3 separate regions of the Mus musculus genome follow, and all the other regions are linked to region 3. The links are chromatin contacts, called in public ChIA-PET and HiChIP or PLAC-seq maps. All regions are on one chromosome and are shown on one strand. The core of a region is the stretch at or near the end of the contact, and the rest is flanking DNA. Distances in the headings are between cores, read along the strand shown. Region 1 overlaps Cdh4 (cadherin 4). Region 2 overlaps Cdh4 (cadherin 4). Region 3 holds the start of Cdh4 (cadherin 4).

What was found. ChIA-PET counts read pairs in DNA pulled down with a chosen protein or histone mark. HiChIP or PLAC-seq counts read pairs in DNA pulled down with a chosen protein or histone mark.
Region 1: a contact with region 3 is called in an H3K4me3 HiChIP or PLAC-seq map of embryonic stem cells, with 37 read pairs. The contact joins the enhancer-like site here to the promoter of Cdh4 in region 3. A contact is called at or near these places in 18 of 484 Hi-C or Micro-C datasets (cerebellum, cerebral cortex, embryonic stem cells and 3 more), 12 of 115 datasets of contacts at active chromatin or transcription factors (embryonic forebrain, embryonic hindbrain, embryonic stem cells and 4 more) and 4 of 9 other capture datasets (adipose tissue, embryonic stem cells, liver and 1 more).
Region 2: an RNA polymerase II ChIA-PET map of neural stem cells shows a contact between it and region 3, with 8 times the contacts expected there. The contact joins the enhancer-like site here to the promoter of Cdh4 in region 3. A contact is called at or near these places in 1 of 39 promoter capture datasets (stem cell-derived epiblast-like cells), 5 of 484 Hi-C or Micro-C datasets (cerebellar granule neurons, cerebral cortex, embryonic stem cells and 2 more), 18 of 115 datasets of contacts at active chromatin or transcription factors (astrocytes, craniofacial prominence, embryonic basal ganglia and 10 more) and 3 of 9 other capture datasets (adipose tissue, liver and pancreatic islet).

Annotation. Positions count from the first base shown.
Region 1 is chr2:179,568,599-179,573,184 of GRCm38.p6, reverse strand. All of the region lies in intron 2 of Cdh4 (cadherin 4), which reads right to left. Among named protein-coding and RNA genes, the nearest start is that of Gm52541, 49 kb to the right of the region's middle. Within about 2 kb of position 1,799, at least 48 of the 459 cell types and tissues checked have an H3K27ac peak or open chromatin away from gene starts, as enhancers often do. A contact at or near this core is called in embryonic stem cells, neural progenitor cells, neural tube and 3 more, where this site is marked.
Region 2 is chr2:179,662,236-179,666,607 of GRCm38.p6, reverse strand. The region is part of intron 2 of Cdh4 (cadherin 4); the gene reads right to left. Among named protein-coding and RNA genes, the nearest start is that of Gm36066, 140 kb to the left of the region's middle. Within about 2 kb of position 2,332, at least 17 of the 459 cell types and tissues checked have an H3K27ac peak or open chromatin away from gene starts, as enhancers often do. A contact at or near this core is called in neural progenitor cells and neural stem cells, where this site is marked.
Region 3 is chr2:179,441,052-179,445,765 of GRCm38.p6, reverse strand. It overlaps Cdh4 (cadherin 4), which reads right to left and starts at 3,335. Exons shown (of 16, transcript NM_009867.3): 1 at 3,088-3,335; 2 at 955-1,066. The coding sequence starts at 3,144.

The DNA.
Region 1 (4,586 bases), core at 550-3,049, 130 kb before region 3:
AGTACACTGTAGCTGTCTTCAGACACACCAGAAGAGGGCATCAGATCCCATTACAGATGGTTGTGAGCCACCATGTGGTTGCTGGGAATTGAATCGTGGAAGGACCTAGCCCAGGCTTGGTGAGCCACTGCCGTGAGTCATCTGTGGCTTGGTCACTGTCTTACCTCTCTGTCTGTTGTGGTTTGATGAAGTATGGCCCCCAGGCCTTGCATATCGAATCATCAGTCATCCGAGGAGGAGGCCACAGACCCTAAGTGTTCAGGGTGAATCAACAAAAGGGTGAGATACATGGTGGGGAGGGTGGAGGGATCAGGGGGTCAGGGGGCATCTGGAGATTTAGTCTCTTTTAAATGGCATTCACTAAGTTTCACAGTGGAAGCTGAGAACTTCAACTGGAGAGCCCAGCACAGCTGTCTGGCCCTTTTTCCCTCCGTGCAGAAGAGCCAGTTTGAAAAGGCGCATCTCTCTTCTTGGAAGATCCATGCTGCTGAAGGTCTGATTGCAGCCCCTCTCGGGTGGAATGACTGGAGCCTACACATCTTATTTAGTAATCAGTGCCCAATATGAGGATGTCCTGAGCCTGGGGGAGGGAGACGGGTGCTCCCCGAGCCACTGCGGTTTTTTGCTGTGTCACTGGTAAGGAGGACAGCTGCTATTTCTGTGACTAAATGCTATCATTGTGAACACCGTTCCAAAGAAAACAGGTATCTTGCCAGAGGAAAATAACATATGCCAGGAAGGGAAAAAAGTACTCGAAGGTAAATAGACAGGTTTCTTCCTTGGGCCTGGGATTCTGAACAGCCATTTCCCTGCTGGAAAAGCATCCAAGAGAGAGCCAAAAATTGCTGGGTGTGGTGGTGCATGCCTGTAAACCTAGTGCATGAAAAGCTGAGGCAGGAGGATTGCTGTAAGTCACAGACATGCTTGGATTACATAGTGAGTGTCAAGTCAGTCTGGGGTGCAGGGTGAGACTCTGTCTAAAAATCAAACAAATAAGTAAAAAAGGGCAGGGCCTGTGAGCTACCTGGGACAGACAGTGCAGATATAGCTTGCTGGCTGTGTGACCTGTCTACTGCTGGCCCGCTGGCTGCCTCCTTTGAACGCTGGAATTAGGGAGCCTGTGACAGGCTCCATGTGTCTGTCTGCCACTGGGCATGGATGCATAAATTCGTGGTAAATAAATTCACGGTAAAATTCGGGTATGACAAGCAAGGAGGAACACACACAGGAGCAGGAATATGCGAGCGTGCAAGTTGGAACACAAACGCATATGAGCACAGAGCGTGCAAGTTGGAACACAAATACATATGAGCACAGAACCACACATGAATGTAGGCACTGCATGCAAGCAAAGTATGTAGTCTGTGCACATGTGTATGTATGTAAGTAGTTACACTTTAATCCATGTAAACATGCAAATATCTATAAATGTAGGCCTGGTGTGCTTGTGTTAAATGTGTGCATGTATATAAGCATGTGTGTGTGTGTGTGTGTGTGTGTGTGTGAGAGAGAGAGAGAGAGAGAGAGAGAGAGAGAGAGAGAGAGAGCGCACATGTGTGTATGGAGGCCTATGCACACACAGAAGTGGGCAGAGAGGGCCAGGATCCTTCCTGCGTTCTCTAGGGCAGGCAAAGAAACAGCTCTCCTGTTGTGTCCTGAAGAATTTGCTCTCTGTTCCTGGGTCCTGGCAGGAGCTTCTTCAAACTCTTGAGATTTCCTGAGAAGTGGGAGTGCCTTTGTTATGCTAATGAGGTGACTCACTGTTAGCCCCCTATGGGTTTTGTAATGGGGGTTGGGCACAGGAAGACTAACCCCAGGCAGGCAGCTGGAGACTGTGCCAGCCTGGCTCCAAAGGCTGAGATTCCATTCCACCCAATCCAGAAAGCTAACCAATCTTGACTATATGGAGCGTCTGGGAACTCTGAACGCCAAGGTCCATTGGAGCCCCCTGGCAAACAAAGAAGGAAGTACAGGAAGCCCGTAAAGCCACCGCCCTCCTGTGCAAACCTAACCCTACACACACAGGTGATTCAAACAGTGAGTCTAGCTAGTGTGGTCCTGAGTTCTCACACAAGTTCTACGAAATAACCATCCCAGGAGAGCTGTGGGAACTCCAGAGTTTGCAGCCCGCTGTTTGGAAGTGAGGGTGGCCCCAAGATTAGTGTGTGCCCTCAGAAGTAGAGGTGACTTCCGAGACCTTGGTTGCTTCCCCTGTAGAGTGCCAGGGGCTGGAGGAAGTGGAAAGCAGGCCACAGCTGACGTGGTAAGTGATCTCCAGGGCTGGGTGACGTGGGAGCTGAGATAGGAAGGACAGGAAGGGTTGGCCAGCCATGGAAGGGTCCTCAGACACAAGGAACAGCACCCGCTAAGGCCCCTGGAGGGACGGGGTTGGATGAGCTGGGATAAGGGTGGGGAACACAGAGGAAGGTCGAGCTGTATCCACATCATGCCTAGCTAGAAGGACTCCAGAGACTCAGAGGTGAGGGTCCATCCTCCTCGGAGCCAGCACAGAGACAACAGATACAGGGCTCACACCACCAGGGCAGCTAGCTTTCTCAAAGCCTGTTCATGACACCTGTGGACATGTCCTAAAGATTAGGGACCCCTCTGGTAGCTTCCCAGAGAATGCGCAGGCTTCTGGGAGCTGAGAATTCATCTTGTAAGGAGGCTCCACAAGGAAGGTCAAATCCATGTGAATGAAGGCTTAGCAGCCATTCCTGCAGGGCAAAAAAAGCCACCTGAGTTACAGGAGACTTCTCAGGAGCCAGAGACAGCAATATTACTACGGAACTGACCGTGACAAGGGCAAGCCCCCAGAGCTGTGGATCCTGCTCTGCTCACACTGTGTTTACTTTTCCTGTTAATATGCCCTCACGCTTCTGTGCAACTTGCTGGGAGCTCTAAGTGCAGGGGAGCTGGCTGGTCAGCACCTAGGAGCCAAGGTGCACCTACCGGGGCAGGTGATCTGAAGTCCTGAGTGGGGAGCCTTAGATACGAGCCTTCCTGCATCCCCATTGGGTCCAAAGCTCCTTCTCCTGCCTTCTAGGGGCTTCTCTAGAGTCGCCCATGCTGCTCTGGAGAGCCCCAGTGTTCTGTGCAGTGAGTGGATATGATGATGTGAATCGCTCACTGTATGCAGGGATCATCTGTGCCTGGTGGATTACAGTTAGCAGAGAACTCACTCACTGATTCCCAGCTCTGTGGCCTCAGAAGGAAAACCCCATGTTCCCCACCACCTGACCTGAGTGCAGGGCACAATGTGAGGGGTGGCAACAGCTGCAGCCGGCAGGGTCTGTGCTCTGAGGAAGGAGTGAAAGTCCTGACTGCTGGCTGTCACACATCACCAAGGAAGCCCAAGTTATAAACAATGCACAGGCTGACCACTAATAGGTGTGAGGACTTTATGGCAGGAAGCTAGCAGGGGGGAGAGACACAAGTGGGGGAGGTAGGCTGATAAGAAAGCTCTTAAACTTCACAGGGGTCCTCCCCAAGTTGCTGGCCAGGACTCACCAGTTGCAGCTTGGCCCAGTGTACTCTACCTGCTGTTACACCCAGGAGAGAGCCCATATGTGACAGAGGAGGTGGAGCTGGGACTGGCAATGAAGTGTCCTTTGTGCCACTTAAGGCTTTATGAAGTTCGCTAATGTGCTTAGATGAACGCAAGGCAGGTACCTGCTCCCAGGACCGGAGCCATGAAAGCAATTTGCAGTGTAGCTTTTGCTGCTTAGAGTTCCCTGATGTTTCCGCCCCTTCCCAGAGGAGAGCTGGGTTACACGGTTGCCTTCTCTGAAGCAGCCCGATTGGGGCCTCACCACTCGCTGCAAGCTGCAATCTATCTCATAAATGGATCGGAATGCTCTACAAATTACCCACGTTGGTCCCTGGAGGTATCTTTAACTGGGGGCTTAGAGTTGCAAATGAATTCTCCTATGGATGTATTATTCTCTCAAATAGCGCAGAGAGGGGACTGGCTTGTACAATGTCTTCATAGAGCCTGGCTAAATTAGATCATGCAAAATCTAATGAGGCTCATTCAGTGAAACTAAGCAGGTACGAGAGGCAGGCCAGTCCTGACCTGGGCCACTATCCAAGATGAAGCTCCCAGGTGAGTTAATTCTAGGCAATACCGCCTGGTGTGATCTTTGACACTGGGGAGGTGAAGTAACCATGGATACCAGCATCAGTAACTGGAGATCGGCTTGTTCTAGCAGGTATGTTCAACCTGTGGCTTGTGGATCACATGTGTAACAGGATAGCTAGGATGGTGGCTGTTCTAGTTCCATTTCTGAGGCTGTGATAAAAATATCAGGACAGAAAGCAACTTAGGGGAGAAAGGGTTTATTCAGGCTAACACTGCTTTTTAATGCCATCACTGAAGTAAGTCACAAGGCAAGAACTCACACAGCTGGTCACATCACATCCCCAGTAAAGAAAGAGCAGAGAGATATGAATGTACGCAGTGGGGCTGCTTGTTCTCAGTTAGTTTTCTTCCTACTTACACTATTCAAGATCCGCAGCCTAAGGAATGGTGCTGCCCACAGTGGGCTAGGCCTTTTTACATCAATTAACTAACAAGACGATCACCC
Region 2 (4,372 bases), core at 1,083-3,582, 220 kb before region 3:
AGAAAGCTGACCAGCTGGCCCAGCAAGAGTTCATCCAGACACCAGCTTTTCTGACTTGGTCCTTCTGTCCCAGAACCCCTCCTTACGATCTTGGTAATGTTTCCTATATGCAAGGTACCCTCGGAGGCAGGAGGCTGTGGCTCTCTAATTCTAGTACGTCGGGTGCAGCTGGTGATGTGGAGGACATAATGGCTGAACAGCTGCTGGGCCACACACAGGCACAGCCACGAAGCACACAAAAACATTCTAAATTTGTCCACAAAGAATGCAAATTATAGCCAAACACGCTTCCCAGCAGCCCACCCAATCCCTAAATGTTGTGCTTGAAGAAAAGCAGTGTTTAGGCTGGGAAGGTGACCCAGTCAGTAAAGTGTTTGCCTCACAAGCATGAGGACCTGAGTTCAATCCCAAGGACTCACATGGAGAAGCCAGGTGTGCTGGGGATCTCCCAATCCTGGGGCCCAGGAGGTGGACATAGACGGATTCCCCCAGGGTTTGTTGGCCAGCCAGCCTAGCCTATGTGCTGAGTTCTAGGCCAGTAAGAGGCACTGCGCAGTGTGTGTATGTGTGTGTGTGTGTGTATCATGTATATATGTATACACACACATGGACTCATACATATGGGCACACCGACACACAAACACACACACACACACACACACACACACACACACACACACACACACACACACCAGCACTCACTGTAGCACTGTTGAATCAGATCTTCTTTGTGGACATAGTCTGGAAGGGTGTTTGTGGCTCTAAGGGACTCTGTGCTCCACCAAGGAGGGTCCCACTGTCCTTCCAACTCAAGTTTTCGTAGAGGAACAGCTGGGCAGGTGGCAGTTCCCCGTTCCCCACTTGACATCTCTTATCCTGCCCAAGGAACACCAGTGCCCCAATCAACTGCTGCATGGTTTTTCCACACCTATGGCTGCTAGCTCACCCTGGTGTTAGGACACTTTCACAATGATCCCACCAAAGCCTCATATGGCAGGGCTGCTGCCACCACCAGCTCATTTGCATCAAGGAAATCTGCCTGATGGGCTGCTGCAGTTGCTCCACAGCAAAACCCAGCGTGATGCCCGACTCCTGTCCGGGAAGCTCCAGCTCCCAGGTCTTGCTAACTCCACCCTGTGGGCATGCAGTTGTCCACCAGTCTGCAGATAAGCTTACAGCCACCTGCCGACCCTAGCCTCGTCCTGACTTTTCCTGTCTTAATTCCCATTCGAGCCTGGAGATGGACCACTAGCTACCCTAAAACCTGAGGCTGGGCCTCTCGCGTGCATCAAACGCTGCTCATTTTGCTCCCTTTGAATTGCTGAGAGATGTGTGCTTTTAGAGGCAATTTATCTGAGACACTCTGAGAATTTATGTTTCTGTAAACACATTTTAATTTTTTAATAGACATTTTATGCCACGAAAATGCAACCCGTCTGAGTAAAATGTTGCCCCAAGAACTTCAACTCAATAGTTCAAAATTAAATTTTAAAATGTTGCAGAGCTGGGGTGGGAGGGATTAATCCCACCGCCTTAATACCCCACCCCACCTCTGTGGCTTTTCTTCCACCCTCTCTGCCCATGCACACTCTTTCTTCCTTACACAGTTGGCCCCTCTGCTCCAAGTCTAAGCAGGGTGCTTACCAGGCAGACATCCCCCTCCCTCCCTCCCTCCCTCCTTCCCTGTACCCCTTGAATCTTAGATCTCCAGGCCCCAAGCTTGCTCTGAAGTCGTCCAGCAAGCCTCCTCCCTTGGCTGTTCCGTGGTTCTTCAGTATTCCCCAGGTACAGGCTCTCCATCAAACACCCCTCTCCTGTTTTCAGAGTAGAAATGGACAGAGGATAGGACTTCCCATTCTGCAGGAAGAACCAGCTACTGCAGAGTTTCCTTTTTGGTCCCAAACAAATGCTAAGTTTGATCAAGAACCTGTTTGTACACATACCTCACACTGTAGCCCACATACATGAACAAACACACATACACACACCTCACACTATAGCCTCCACATATATGCGCGCGCGCGCGCGCACACACACACACACACACACACACACACACACACTCAGTCACTGAGTCCCAGGCAGTAGAACAAAGCTGCCCCCCCCCCCCAATCCCCAGTGCCTGGTGACTGGCTGCACCCCAGGAGATGTCTTGCTTTCTCCTGCCAAACTCTGGCAGTCGCACAGTGAAGGGTGACAGGAGAAGAGATTTCTACCCCGGCCATGAAAAAGGAGTCTACGTTCCCAGCTGGCCTTTCCAAGAACAAGAACTGATGGCTGAGGAGAGACTCAGTGCTTAGGCATGACCTGACGCAGAGCCCAGTGCTCAGTGATGCACACAGCTGGCCCTGTGGAGGAAGTTCCAGGGCGGTGGGCATGACAAACCCACAGTGTGAGCCCTGGGGAAAAGCCCGCTTCTTGGTGACAGGCCATCAGAGTTTCAGTGTGCGGTGGCTTGTGGCGCCTGAAATGTTAATTGGCCATTCGTTGAATTTACTGCCACTTCCCAAATGCACACTTATTGGACATGGCCATAATTTCAGCATTTTAAAGGTAATTTTTTAACACGGCAGACCACTTGGTCTTTTTAAAAGCAGTGGTTACTCTCATGGGGGAGCCGTAAATGGCCACAGTGCTGCTCCGAGAAGCTGGAGACTCACGTGGAGCGTTCCTTTTGATGAAATGCCCTGGGCTCGGAAAAGGGCCCAGAGACACAGTCAGACTGACCCTGCAGCATCCAGCGGCTGCCGCTGCCTGGGACAGCCTCTGGAGGGCAGACTCACAGTCCCTTAGCAAGGGGATGTTTAATTCTACAACCAGCAAATGTGTGGTGGCTTCAACTACATTTGTACCCGGCAAGTTCTAAGACTCCAGTAGTAGGTCTGTCCTTTCTCCATGCTTAGGGCTTCTAACTGTGACTGATATCTTGGGGCCAGTGACAAGACCCTCTTTTCTGCGACCAGACAGGGCGGCAAGGTGTGCGCCTAGGGCTGAAGTCAGATTCATATTGCTTATTCTGCATAACTATCCCACAATGTTCCCCTGGTCCCTAATGTCTTCTGGGAAACGGGAGTGGTGGTGTGGCTGAGGAAAACCATGCGATGTGGGGTACAAATGCAGGTGACTTGGTCTCTGGGACGGTCATGATAGCTACTGCTGTCAAGTGACCCCTGGCATGCTGCTATCAGAGCAGTGTAGGCACAGAGTGAAGTCCCAAGTCACAGCAGCTAAGCATGCCATTTGGAAGCACCATTTAAGCAGGGTTTCACAGCCTCAGTGGCTCTGGTGGCATTTGGAGCTGGGCAATTCTTGACTATGAAATTTAGTGTCTGAAGACTCCCACCTGTGACTTATGAATGGCTGGAGCCCCAACACACACCACTGTCACAACCACATGCATCTCCAGGAACTGCCAGCGTTCTCGGACAGAACTACAGATCTAAAGAGAATGGCACAATCTGTTTCCACTCGGGACCAGCTACAGAGCCTTGGGGTATAAGTGGAGGGTTCGGGCAGAACTCTTTAAAGACCAGGAAGAGGTTATGTGTAGAGGGAGAATCCTTGCGGAGGAAGGGAAGAGCCTGGCCGGCACTGCACTCTTCTCCTCAGCTTCCGGGAGCATGTGAAGTGTGCTCCCGCTTGCTCACCCCTGCTAGTTGATACACTGGCTCAGGAGAACGCCCCTAATTGCTGGAGTGTCTGCTACAGAGCAGCCCTGCTTTGATCTCTCCACTTGTCTGCAGCTACAGATCCGAGGTGCCATCAGCTTTGTTGCTTTGTGGGTTTCTTCTTTTCTTTTCTTTTTTTAAATTTTATAACTAAGTTAGAAAGAAAACTGCTTGGTTTGGCAATGTCGTAAGTGACAAATGAATCCTATTAAGGTTGTGAAATTAGCAGAGCTAAATGACATTAGCAAACGTAACATTTTTATCACTCAACTAAACGCTGCCATCCCCACTCCTGCCGACAAAAGAAGCTGTCACTTTCGGAGTCACGGGAACTTTATAAACATTGTTAGAGCGTCTGTGGCACAAAGGGCCGGTGGCACCGCCCCGCCCCGCCCCGCCCCGCCCCACCACGCCCCACCGCCCTGCCCTGCCCAGCACCACACCGCAAAGCACCACACTAGCTGTCCTGATGGTAAACATTCTCCACGTGTTTGTAAAAGTTTACCCTGCTGCTGAGCGATGTTTTTATGTTTTTCATACTAATATAAAGTGACCTCTAACACTGCACCAACATGAATTTTGTTCACTAAGAGGGCTGTTGCAGAATTGTTTTTTTTCTGTGTGAGTGGATCCACAGCTAACAGAAGCCGGGAAGTAACTCACAGGCTGGCAGGCTCAGAGAATGCGGATTCCCTTGAACAGGG
Region 3 (4,714 bases), core at 2,086-4,585:
GAAAGAAAGAAAGAAAGAAAGAAAGAAAGAACGAACCTCACAATGGTTCAAGTCTAGGATTTTATATCAAAGTGAATTCACAGGCACTCTTGAGCCAGGCAGACCACCGTTGCAGGTTAGATGTGCCTAGACCCTGCATTCAGTGTGCAGAGAAGAGCTTCCACACACCTGTGCACACCTGTTCATAGACAGCTGCTCTGTTTCTTAGAACATAAACCTTCTTGGGGTGGGGAGGGTAGTCAATAGCCTTAGGACTTCAGAGCCAATATGGAAATTCACCTTTTATACCTGTTTGAAAGCCCACTTCCCTGTCTCCATGAAAACAGTTCAAACTTCTAGGAAACTAGAGGTCACGAGCCAGAGCTCTTAGACTGTAAACCCCTAGAACCCAGCTTCTTATCTCCTGCCCTATGAAACCAAAAAGAGCTTAATCAGTTTGTCTGGAAAAGGAAAACAGATAGGCTTGCAATGAGTTTTCCAGCCATCTAGTTCCTTCTGCCCCCTGCACACCGCCATTCCAGAAGCTCATGGATACCGTTCCCCGTGGGTTTTTCTGTCACTGGAGGGGCAGTCGTGAAAGCCACATGCCACATTTGTGAGCAGAACGTCTGTGGGCTTATTTACCGAGCTCCCAACAACATCGTCTGCTTTGTCACGCATTTCGAAGTGGGGATAATTTAAGAGTCCTGCATCTCATACATAAAAATACTTAGAAAGGAAGTCTCCCTGCACAGCATTGGGTGACAGCGTTCCACCCAAATTCTCATTTGTCGTACAGGAAATGATTCACCTCAGTCCAAAATGACAGGCAGGCCTCCCGAATCATTCAGCACACGCAAAGACGGCCCACCGGAACCGCATCGATTTCACAGCCATCTCTCCGCAGAGAGCAGTGTTCCAAGGCCAGCCAAGCCTTCCACTTCATCCCTCCACCCCTCAAACACCCCACACTACCTTTGAGTAGTTTCTCTCCTTCCAGGACATTCGGGGAGATCAACGCAGTGTAGCCTTCTTCGGAGAAGCCAGCCTTACAGGCCTCTCTGACTGTAAGATCCTCACGGTGGGCCTGGGGATGGAAAGGAGACTGTTAAGCCAACCTAAGTTCACAGCAATGTAATCCAACCTACATTTGTCATGGCCACCTCACAAGCCTCTGCCCACGAGCGCAGGTAAAGCACCATCCCCACCCAGAGGTGGGGTGGTGATCCTCTGCTCTCTGGGGGACTTCAGGTTGTATTGGCCCAGGTTTGGAGGAGTTTCCCCGAACTGGAAAGCCGAACCTACTTTTATGGGAAGCACAGGGTTAGCTGATGCCTAGACCAGGTACCAAAGGGGCCGTATTGGCGAATGGCAGGGGGAAAAGGCAGAGAGGTTCCCAGAAGTGGGCAAGCAGCAGCAGCAGCAGCAGCAGCAGCAGCAGCAGGAGGAGAAGGTATCACCAGTCGTTCACCCATCCACAGGCAAAGCCAGGCCCGTGGAGAGAGAGGGAGCTCTGCTAAGAACCATCTCTCCAGGCTGCAGAGCTCTGCCTTTAGGCTAGGTGAGGAGGAAGCCTCCCTCTGCAGGCCACAGGGGTGGAGTTCCAAGAAAGGGAGCTGGCAAATTCAGTGATTCCAGGGCTGTTTCCAAGCTGAGCGGATAGTGACCAGTTCTGCCACTAGGCTGCAAGGAGGCAAGGTCCTCGTGTGTGTGTGTGTGTGTGTGTGTGTGTGTGTGTGTGTGTGTGCGTGCGTGCGTGTGCGTGTGCGTGTGTGTGTGTGTGTGTGCGTGTGCGTGTGTGTGTGTGTGAAGTTCACCCACACAAGGTCCTGGACTCTTGCTCACTCTGAAGCCCCCATTTAAAGCCTCGTCAGGAGAGCAGAAAAGACCAGAAGCCTCTAACAGACCAGAAGGGTTTTCTGTTCCTCTGGAGTCTGCATCTTTAGAGAAAGGAAGGCAATGGGCAAGGGGTTCCACCCAAGCTGCCAGGAACCAAGGGAGATAGCATGTGTCCCCACTAATCCACTCCGCTAAGGAGAAGAAGGCGCACCAGGCTCCGGATCCCTGGTGAGCAAGCTCCGGGAGCCGGGGGCGCAGCCAGCACCCTGCAGTCTCAGCTTCGCGGGCCGCCAGAGCGGAACGCGCCTCCCTGCCGGCCGAGTCCTCCAGCTGCGCGCAACAGCTCCGCCCGGGTTCCGCTGGGAGGCCACCCGCAGCCTGCAGCCTGTAGCTCGGGCTCGAGTACCCGGCCCCGGAGGCTAGGAAAGGGAGGGCTGGGTCGGGGATCTTCCCCCGGCCAAGCTCAGAATGACATCTGGTTCTTGGGGATCGCAGCTCTGAAATGCTCTTGCAGCCCGCGGGAGACAAAAGTCGGCCGGGAAAGTTTCTGTCCCCCCGGGGCGTGTTCCCCGCGCAAGGCGATGGTCCGGTGGCCTCGGAGCAGCCGGTCGCCAACCCTGGTTCATCGCAGAGAATACCTCGGCGTGGCAGCGAGCAGGCCACCGGACCGATCGGCCACGAGAGGGGGTTCAGGCCACTCGGTCTCCGCCCAGGGTCGCTGCGGGAGCTGCCGCTGAGCCGTTCCGAAGACCCGCAGCGAGCTGGAGTTAACCGAGGGAGCCGGCTGGAGACCGCGCAGAGACTGTGCGGAAACAGCGAGTGTGTCCAGCTCCAGTCCCCGGGCTCAGTGCCTCGCGCTCCCGCTGCGCCCTCCTCCCGATCCCTCTCTAAGTCGGGAGGACCTGCTAGACCCCGCGGCTACAACCCGCGCCCCTTAGTCGCCTCCGCCTCCCACTGCAGCCGAGCTCCGCGGCACCCACGGGACCCGGGAGAGCGCCCCGCGCAGCCGACCCGACCCGGCGCGCGGCTGGAACTCGGGATGCGCGACTGCCGGGCGGCGGAGGCGAGTACTACACTACGGAGGGCGGCCCCGGAGCGCAGATCGGGCAACGAGATGGCACCTAGGGTCCCGCCCGCTCAGCTCCGCGGCTCCTCGCTCCGATAGCGAGCGGCTTCGCGCAGCGCGGGCGGCGGTTTGAGAAGACCGGGAGACACCAGCTAGCCCCACGGGTTCCCAGATCGCCTGCGATCGGAGAGGCGGCAACTTACCCGGAGCGCGCCCGAGAGCCCGAGCAGCAGCAGCGGCAGCACAGAGCCTGTGGTCATCGTCCCCGCCGCGCCGCCCCGGCGCTCGCCCGGTGCCCGGCTTCCCTCGCCGCGGCGATGCTCCGCCCGCGCCCGCCCTGCTTTTCCCCGCACTTGCCGCCCGGGCTCCGGGAGCCAGGCCAAGTGGGCCGGCGGCGCGCTCCCTCCGGCCGGTGCGTCCGCCGGCCTCGCAGCCGCCCGCGCCTCTGTTCCGCGCGCTCGGAACTGCAGGTGAAGCTGAGCGGCGGCCTCGCCGAGGCCCCGCCCCTCCGGCCGGGCCTGACGCGGGCCTTAAAGGAGCCGCTCCCGCGCCCACTCGCTCAGCCGCTTGGCCTGGTTGCTCGCTGGCAGGGCGGCCTCAGTCCCGTGGGACAACTAGAGGCCTGTATGAGCAGACGAAGCCAGGGAGACTGGGTTTCTAGGAGCAAAGACGGTGTGAACCAAAGAAGACTGTGTAGTCTCTGCCCAGCAAGTTAGATGTCCTTTGTAGATTGTGGGACCCCTGCTTGTGATCACACCGTGATGTTAGGTCAACTTCTTTTCAGAGCCCACAGTGAAGAGTGGACACTTCCTTCATCCCTGTGTCATCTAAGTCTCCGGACACAGGCCTTTGTGATGGCCTCCAGCCCTCTGAACAGCTCAGGGATCGGAAGAGAGGGAGAGGGGAGGGGTCACTCTCCAGCTGGGCTGGCTCGGCTGACCCCTTATAGTGTGGGCCTGGCTCTGGCTATCCTCCAAGGTTTGGGAGGATTCCTACCCATTCCTCTGTGTGTGCCAAAATGTAGTTAGGTCTTCTGTATAGGCAAGGAAGAAATCAGAGGCCGCGGAAGGAAGGAAGGGACTCCAGCGGGCAGAGCTGTCAGGCACGTCAGCTCCCTGGGCAGGCCAGCTCCATTTGCTTCGCATGGGCAATTTCCAACCCTGACTGCAGGCATTTCTTTAAGCATCGTATCGCTCTCGCGGAAAAATAAGGGCAGCTTGGACTGTGAGTGAAGGCTTCCCCATCCCTCCCTTGGCTAAGCAATGTACAGAAAAGTGGAGTGTCTGCTCAGATGTTTTTCAAATGTTCTTTGTCTCTCTTCTGAGAAAATCTGTGTCCAGAATACAATAGTTCTGGTTTGAGAAGAGTGAATTAAGTTGCCCCAAGGTCATAGTTAACTTGGACAGAGAGACCTTTTCTTCCTTGCCCCCCCTCCCCCCACTATGGTGGATGACACCCTAGGTCTCCTGACTAGTACTCGAGCCATGGGAAATCAGGGTAACCCAGGGTGCATAGTGGGCTCTGTCCAGAGGTATGAGACTGGGTTTAGCTTGGACCACCAAGTATCTGAACACCAAGCCTGTGCCAACCTGGCCCTATGCCACAGACTGTCCCAGTATTGGCCTGCTAAGGAATGAGAGAGGCTACTAACTTAGCATGGCTGGCTGGGCAGTCTTCAGACTCTTCTATGTCCTTCCCTGGGGAGACAAAGAAACATTCACTCTTGATAGAGAGGTACCCAGACCAAAGCAAGACTTGAGTACAGCTTGGCGAGTCGGTGAGCTTACTGGGGAGGTGAGAAGGAATATGGAGACCTGGAGGAGACAGCTA